Regions from separate parts of the Mus musculus genome. Here region 2 is linked to region 1. Evidence: chromatin contacts called from public HiChIP or PLAC-seq data. All regions are on one chromosome and are shown on one strand. Each heading gives the region's core, a stretch centred on a gene start, on an enhancer-like site or on the middle of the called end of the contact. The rest is flanking DNA. Distances are from core to core; before and after follow the strand shown. Region 1 overlaps Supt6 (SPT6, histone chaperone and transcription elongation factor). Region 2 holds the start of Spag5 (sperm associated antigen 5).

The links. HiChIP or PLAC-seq counts read pairs in DNA pulled down with a chosen protein or histone mark.
Region 2: an H3K4me3 HiChIP or PLAC-seq map of the SCID.adh cell line shows a contact between it and region 1, with 23 read pairs. The contact joins the promoter of Spag5 here to the enhancer-like site in region 1. A contact is called at or near these places in 10 of 39 promoter capture datasets (the C10 cell line, the HPC-7 cell line, cranial neural crest and 4 more), 13 of 484 Hi-C or Micro-C datasets (CD4 T cells, bone marrow-derived macrophages, embryonic ectoderm and 8 more), 11 of 115 datasets of contacts at active chromatin or transcription factors (the SCID.adh cell line, acute myeloid leukemia, embryonic stem cells and 2 more) and 4 of 9 other capture datasets (adipose tissue, embryonic stem cells, liver and 1 more).

The regions. Positions count from the first base shown.
Region 1 is chr11:78,214,829-78,218,376 of GRCm38.p6, reverse strand. Supt6 (SPT6, histone chaperone and transcription elongation factor) reads left to right here. Exons shown (of 37, transcript NM_009297.2): 27 at 394-536; 28 at 2,032-2,172. Among named protein-coding and RNA genes, the nearest start is that of Proca1, 22 kb to the right of the region's middle. Within about 2 kb of position 2,211, at least 62 of the 459 cell types and tissues checked have an H3K27ac peak or open chromatin away from gene starts, as enhancers often do. A contact at or near this core is called in the SCID.adh cell line and neural progenitor cells, where this site is marked.
Region 2 is chr11:78,300,006-78,303,589 of GRCm38.p6, reverse strand. Spag5 (sperm associated antigen 5) reads right to left here and starts at 1,999. Exons shown (of 24, transcript NM_017407.3): 1 at 1,880-1,999; 2 at 1,570-1,695. The coding sequence starts at 1,930. Gm3948 (predicted gene 3948) reads left to right here and starts at 2,079. Exons shown (of 4, transcript NR_166889.1): 1 at 2,079-2,285; 2 at 3,380-3,468.

The sequences.
Region 1 (3,548 bases), core at 962-3,461:
TTACCATCTTGGGAGGGTGACACAGGAAGATTATAAATTTTAAGTACAGCCTTGGTGAGAGTGGGTCTCACAGTACAGAGTAAAAGGAGGACTTGGTAGCTCACTGCTGGAGCCCTTCCTAGTGATTGCAGAGCCCTGAGTTCAGTACCCAACACTGCCAGAATAGAAGTAAAGTTGTACTTGTAGCTTGCTTTAGACATCATGGAGTCGTCTTCTAGGCATCATTCCCTGGTATTGAGTCCAGGGAGGTCTCTGTCCTCCAGGATGAGAAAGAAATCAACAGAGATGCCAGAAGATGGATGTTGTGTCAGCAAAGGGAGTGGGTGGGTAGGAGTCAGATCTCTGTAGATAGATCTGCCTCTCCATCCTGCTAACCAGCTTTCTTTCCTACAGGAAAGCTTATCATCTGCAATGTTACCGGCATTGCTCACAGGCGCCCACAGGGTGAGAGCTATGACCAGGCCATCCGAAATGATGAGACAGGGCTGTGGCAGTGCCCCTTCTGTCAACAAGACAACTTCCCTGAGCTAAGCGAGGTATGTGCTGCGTGTTACTGCCGTAAGCTTCCTTGACTAAAGTTTGCTGAGGAGAGATAAATGGTCGTGTTCAGGTCATGTTCTCACCAAACAAGTGCACAAAGGCACAGGGGGACTCTTACCATGAAGTCCTTTCCTGGGTGTCCCCATCTATTCTGCTGCAGTCACTGTAACCTTTAACTCTTGTCCCACTTTCCTCCTGTCACTACAGCAAGTTAGGCCATGAGAATCATGCTCACCGCTCAACGCATGCTCACCGCAGGGAGCGCAGTAGCCTTACTTACACTGGCTTGAAAGTACATGTCAGCTTTACGATTTTTATATTATTCCCACTCTAATTTTCCATCTGTTCTTCTAGGCATTATGTGCCTGCCTGCCTTCTTTTTTTATCCTGGAGACAAGGTCTTATTATGTAGCCTTGGCTGGCCTAGAACTCACTTATGTAGACCAGGCTAGCCTTGAACTTTTTTTTTTTTTTATTCTTTTTTTTTTTTTTTTTTTTTTAATTAGGTATTTTCCTCGTTTACATTTTCAATGCTATTCCAAAGGTCCCCCATAGCCTTGAACTTTTAAGAGATCTGTCTTCCTCTGCCTCCTTAGTGCTGAGTGAGATTAAAGGCTGCACCATCTCACCCAATTATCATGTTCTTTTCTAAAGCCACCCAGCATTTTCTGGTTTTTCACTTATTAGGTCCATTGTAGCAAATTCCTGCATAGATACTTGTTACTCTCACTAAAGTAGAACAGAGCAAAAGGGATCACAGTGGGGTTAGAAAGCAGGTCAGTTACCTGTGAAAGCTTCATCTAATGGCCTGTAGTGCCAAGCAGCAAATCAGGTACTCTGGATATTCACACTCTACCTTGGTGGGTAGCTGATTGGATACACTTTTCTTTTGGGGTTTTTAATTTTCTTACTTATTTTATGTGTGTGGAGGTTAGAGGATACCTTGTGGGTTCTCTCCTACTGTGTGCATCCTTTCCTGGCCTGCCTCCTTCCTCCATCTCTCTCTCTCTCTCTTCTCTCTCTCTCTCTCTCTCTGATCTATTTACTTTACTTTAGGTTTGACTATTTTGTCTGTGTACTATGTAATGTGTGTACTTGATGCCCTCAGAAGTCAGACTTCTTGTAACTGGAGTTAGGGTTGGTTGTAACTGCTATGTAACTGCATTCTGGTGATTGGATCCGGACCCTCTGTAAAGGCAATAAATACCCTTAACCACTGAGCCATCTCTCCAGCCCCCCACCCCCCAGCTGCTCTCTTCTGTACAAACAAGCTCCTGAATTTTTTTTTCTTATTTGTTATATGTAAATACACTGTCTTCAAGCACACCAGAAGAGGGCACCAGATCTCATTACAGATGGCTGTGAGCCACTATGTGGTTGCTGGGATTTAAACTCGGGACCTTTGGAAGAGCAGTCAGTGCTCTTACTTGCTGAGCCATCTCACCAGCCGGAGCTTCCGAATTTTTAATAGTCCTTTTCTCTATTCTTCAGGTCTGGAACCATTTTGACAGTGGATCATGCCCTGGTCAGGCCATTGGTGTGAAAACACGGCTAGACAATGGCGTCACCGGCTTCATCCCTACCAAATTCCTCAGTGACAAGGTGGTGAAGAGGCCAGAGGAGCGAGTGAAGGTACATGGTGACCGGGCTCAGGAGTCGTGCGCTCTCCGGTTGCCCTGTTGGGCTCCCTAGCTTTGAGCTGCCCCCACCAGAAGTTAGGCTCTGTTCCCAGTGACTGCTGGTGGGGAGAGTAGAAAGGATTTATAATAACTGGAAGAAGCTGGGGAGAGCATCTGAATGAGTAGTGGCTTTTGTCTACTGTTGTAAAGCAGTTTCTGCTGGTTGCCAGCCCTTTGAAAGAGGGTTCCTTCCTGTGTGGGGAGCTGTGCTCTCAGCACATGGCAGGAAGTGAGACCCAACATCACAAACAAGAAAGCTCTGCCTGTTCTCTGTGTTGGGCAGTGTTGCTCAGGAGATTTCAAAGGCTATGTGGCACAGCTCTGTCCATAGATAGACTACCTCTGAGCTTCACAGCGGTGCAGGGCCACACAGAAGGAACCTCCCTCCGAGTGAGAAGTTGGCAGTAAATCTCCTAACTCCCTTCTGTCCTGTCGTCTCCTCCTGAGGCTGCCATGTGCCAGGCTCAGTGACAGACACTCAGTGAGTGTGTGTCCATGTTCTACCCCCAAGCCGTGTGTGTGTGTGTGTGTATGTATGTATGTGTGTGTGTATGTATGTGTGTGTGAGAGAGAGAGACTTGACAGTAACTTTGCCAGAGTTCTAGCTCTAGCTAGACACTCAGTGAATGTACTTAGGTGTCAGAGAGTAACTTTATACCCGAATTGATTCTCTTGGATTTTCTTGGCGGTGAGGAAGGAGCACTACTATTCTGTAGCCTCAGCCATAACTTGCTGTGTAGACTATATAGAGATCTACCGGCCTCTGCCTCCTACATGCTGGGATTAAAAGCATGCACTACTAGATCCAGTTCTACCTTAGTTTTGATGATACTTGTCTGGCTTTTAATGTAGGGTCCAAGGATCAAATTCAGATCTCCAGGCACTGAAGAGATGCCTCTGTGGTTAAGAACATTGGCTATTGAATGTAGTTTTTCCCCCTGTGTGAAGGAGCAGCCACAGCCCCATCAGAATAGGAGGAAAAGTCTAGAAGTATCTCAAGGTTTATCTTTTTGTATATGAAAATAAATAATAATTAAAAAAAAAAAAAGAACATTGGCTATTCTTCCAAAGGTCTTGAGTTCAATTCCCAGCACTCACATGGCAGCTTACAACTGTCTATAATTGTTGTTCCATGAAATTCTATGCCTTCTTCTGGTATGCTGATATATACTCAGACAAAGCATTCTTATGCATAATGTGCATAAATAAATAAATCTTTAAAAAAAAAATTCAGGGGCTGGAGAAATGGCTCCACAGTTAAGAGCACTGACTGCTATTCCAGAGGTCCTGAGTTCATTTCCCAGCAACCACATGGTGGCTCACAACCAT
Region 2 (3,584 bases), core at 750-3,249, 85 kb before region 1:
CCCCCTTCTGGTGTGACTGAAAACAGCTACAGTGTATTCGTATAGATAAAATAAATAGATAACTCTTAAGAGAGAAAGAGTGGGGGGTAGGAGAGACTGAACAGAGGATGGGAAATGTTTCAAGTGCTCTCAGAATCTAGAGTTACACCAGAATAACTCAGAGATCACTCCAGGAATGCCAGCTGGTGGTGGCACATACCTTTAATCCTAGCACTCAAGAGGCAGAGGCAGGTGGATCTCTGAGTGGCCAGCCTGGTCTTCAGAGTGAGTTCTGGGACAGCCAAGTCTACACTGAGAAACCCTGTCTCAAAAAAAACCAAAGCTGGGCTGGTGAGATGGCTCAGTGGGTAAGAGCACCCGACTGCTCTTCCAAAGGTCCGGAGTTCAAATCCCAGCAACCACATGGTGGCTCACAACCATCTGTAATGAGATCTGATTCCCTCTTCTGGAGTGTCTGAAGACAGCTACAGTGTATTTACATATAATAAATAAATAAATAAATAAATATTTTTTAAAAAACCAAAGCCAACCAAACAAACAAAAATCTTGAGTTACTAAAGACAGAATAAAGTTAATGAAATAGGATTGCGGGTATAGTTTAGTAGTAGTGTAGTATCCATCTAGCAAGCACAAAGACCTAGGTTTAATACCCAGCACCATAAAATAACAAAATCATGGTCAAAGAAAAAAAAAAGCAAACTTTCATATTTTGAAAGAATGGTAGGCTTCCTGGTTCTCCCTATAGGAAGAGGAAATGATAGCAATTTCTTCAGGACAATTTCCCAAGTAAGTTCTACAAAATGTCTTTAAAGAACCCAGTGGGTCAAACTCCTCTCTTGACAAGTTTTACAAAAGCAGTTTGTACTATTTCTCTTAAGTCATTTGACAAGTAATTAAAAAAAAATCTAAAACATTAAAAAAAAAATCTAAAAGTAGAAAAGAAGCTGAGTGGTGGTAGTGGTGGCTGGCACCCTTGATCTCCGAACTGGAGAGGCAGAGGTAGGCAGATCTCTGAGTTTCAGGCCAGCCTGGTCTACAGAAAGTGTTTCAGGACAGCCAGGTCTACACAAAGAAACTCTGTCTCAAAAAACAAAAACAAAAACAAACAAACAAAACCCAAAACAACAATAATAGTAACAGTAACAATAGAAAACCTTCTAACTAAAAGGTACAGCTCAATATAGGCAATTCTGCAAGGTAATAGTTTAAAGTATTGGATACAGGAAAATTCTAACTACCCCATAGGATAGATGGATATGGTTTCAACTCTTGGAGACAGATCTCTCCATAAATGTGCCAGTATTTCTCGGGAATTTGGTATAGGTCAAAAACAAGAAAAGAGGTAAAGAAAAAAAAAAATCGAACCCAGCTAAATAGAGGTGTGGGTTCTCAGTGGATTCGTTTTAACCACCCCAGGGCACCTCTCTGTTGGCCTGAATAGCTGTAAATGGATGTCACGGAAGTGGAAGACTTCATTATCGTTATTAATTACGTTCCAGCTTTGGCCCTCTGTTCCTCTGAGCATCTGAGCCTGGGCAAACAGCCCAGTTGTGAAGCTAAAAATCTCACCTTCAGCTCCAGCCTGCACAGGTATGGGGTCAGCGCGGAGATCATAGAGGGACCTTTCCCTGAATCGGCGAGGGCCTCGGGCTGTAGTTTAAGCTCTCGGAGAGGAGTACTCATAGCTGGCTTCCCCTGAGAGAGAAAGCGAGTGTGAGGAAAGCTGGTCTCGGCCTCCCGGAGTGTTTTCCCACAACCGCTAGGCCGGGGCGGACAATGCCTCCCGCTGCCCCACTTCGTCCGGAGCCGGACTTCACCGGCCTCGGCCCCGCCCGGCCCCGCCCAGGTAGCGCCCTGTCTGCCGGAGTTCTCTCCTCACCTTTTGGGGCGAAGGCGACAAACCGAGATTCAGTGTTTTCACCCTCCACATTTTCAACTCGATCACTTAACCAGACCAAGTCGAAATGGCCACTTTCACCCGCCGCCTCTATTTGAACCCAATACGCACTTCGGGATTGGCTGCGGGGCCGCGGTACGTATGGTGGGCGGGACCTGCGCGCGTCACGCCCCCACGAGCCGCTCAGCCTAACGCCTCCACTGAAGCACCCATCTGGCAGGCTGGTGTGTCTGTGGGCTGCTGGAGAGTCGTGGAGTCCTGTTTCAGTGGCTCCGTTCCCCCGGTTACCGAGTGAGCCGCACTTCCCCCAGGGTTGGGCTGTCCAGGCATAGGTGCCAGTTTCATAACGGCCAGAGGGAGTTCCTAAGTGCCCAATTTCGGCCTTCAGGTAACCGCCTCTTCAGAATTTCTGGGCCTTTCTTGTGTCTAACCTCGGAGCCTACTGTAACAAGATCACTAGAATAATAGTTGATATTTACTTTACTGTGCATTTATGGTGATCTGTTTCAAGTGCTTGCTATATTAATAACTAACTCTCTCACACACATACACACTCTCACACACACAAACAGCGTGTCCCACACCACCACTGCCTGGCCCTCAGCCTCTTGAATGATGAAATCACAGGCCAATTTAGAAGTGTTAATGTATGAAGAAAAAGAAGAGAACCAAAGAAGAGCTTTAATGTTAGAAACTGTAGGGTTCTGTCAGGGTATGCGCGCCCATCAGGAACTGTACTGGTCAGTAACTTTCTGCGGGCTGCATGTAGCTCTGAATTCTTCAAATGGGAATATAATACAGGTGTGAAATGCACATTGCATTTCAGACCTTGTATGGAAAAACTATTTTTTTAATGTTAATTGCATACTGAAATATTTTTAGATATGCTAGGTTAAATAAAATATATTAAAATTTCTTGTTTTAAACCTTTTGAACATGGGTGACAATTTTAAAATTATGTAAGGGGAAGAATGGGGCAATGACTCCATCTTAGAGCTTGTCAGGAAAGCTTGAGGGCCTGAATTTGGATCTCCAATACCCAATAAAAAGCCGGGCATGGTGGTGCACACTTTTAATCTCAACACTGAAGAGGCAGAAGCAGGTGGATCTCTGTGAGTTCGAGGCCAGGATGGTTTACACAGTGTGTACCAAGACAGCCAGGGCTACATAGATCCTGTTAAAAAAAAAAAGGGCTGGGTGCAGCAGTTTTTGCCTGTTCTCCTAACAACATGGGGGCTGAGGCAGAAATGAGAGGATCCCCTGGGGTTTGCTGCTCAGTTAGTCTAATGAATCAGTGAGTTCTGGGTTCAATAACAGAAAATGTCTTGAAAGATAAAGTCTAGAGTGATTGAAAAAAATATGTAATGTTGACCTCTGGTTCCACAAAGCCCTACACATGTGAGCAAGCAGGTAGACAGGTACATGAACATGTACAGACATATAAGTTATACTAACTTGTGTTTCATTTCTTCTTTGTGACAGGGTCTCTCTGTGTACTTGTTGCTACCCTGGAAATCAGATCAAGCTGGCCTTGAACTCATAAAGAGACCCACTGGCCCTCTACCTCCTGGGTACTAGGATTAAAATCATACATGTCTTTTTGTTTTGTTTTAAGCTAGTCTCTGGTGGTATAGATCGGGCTCCTTTCAGCTCTTCCTCTGCCTCCTGAGTGCATTCATTATACTTC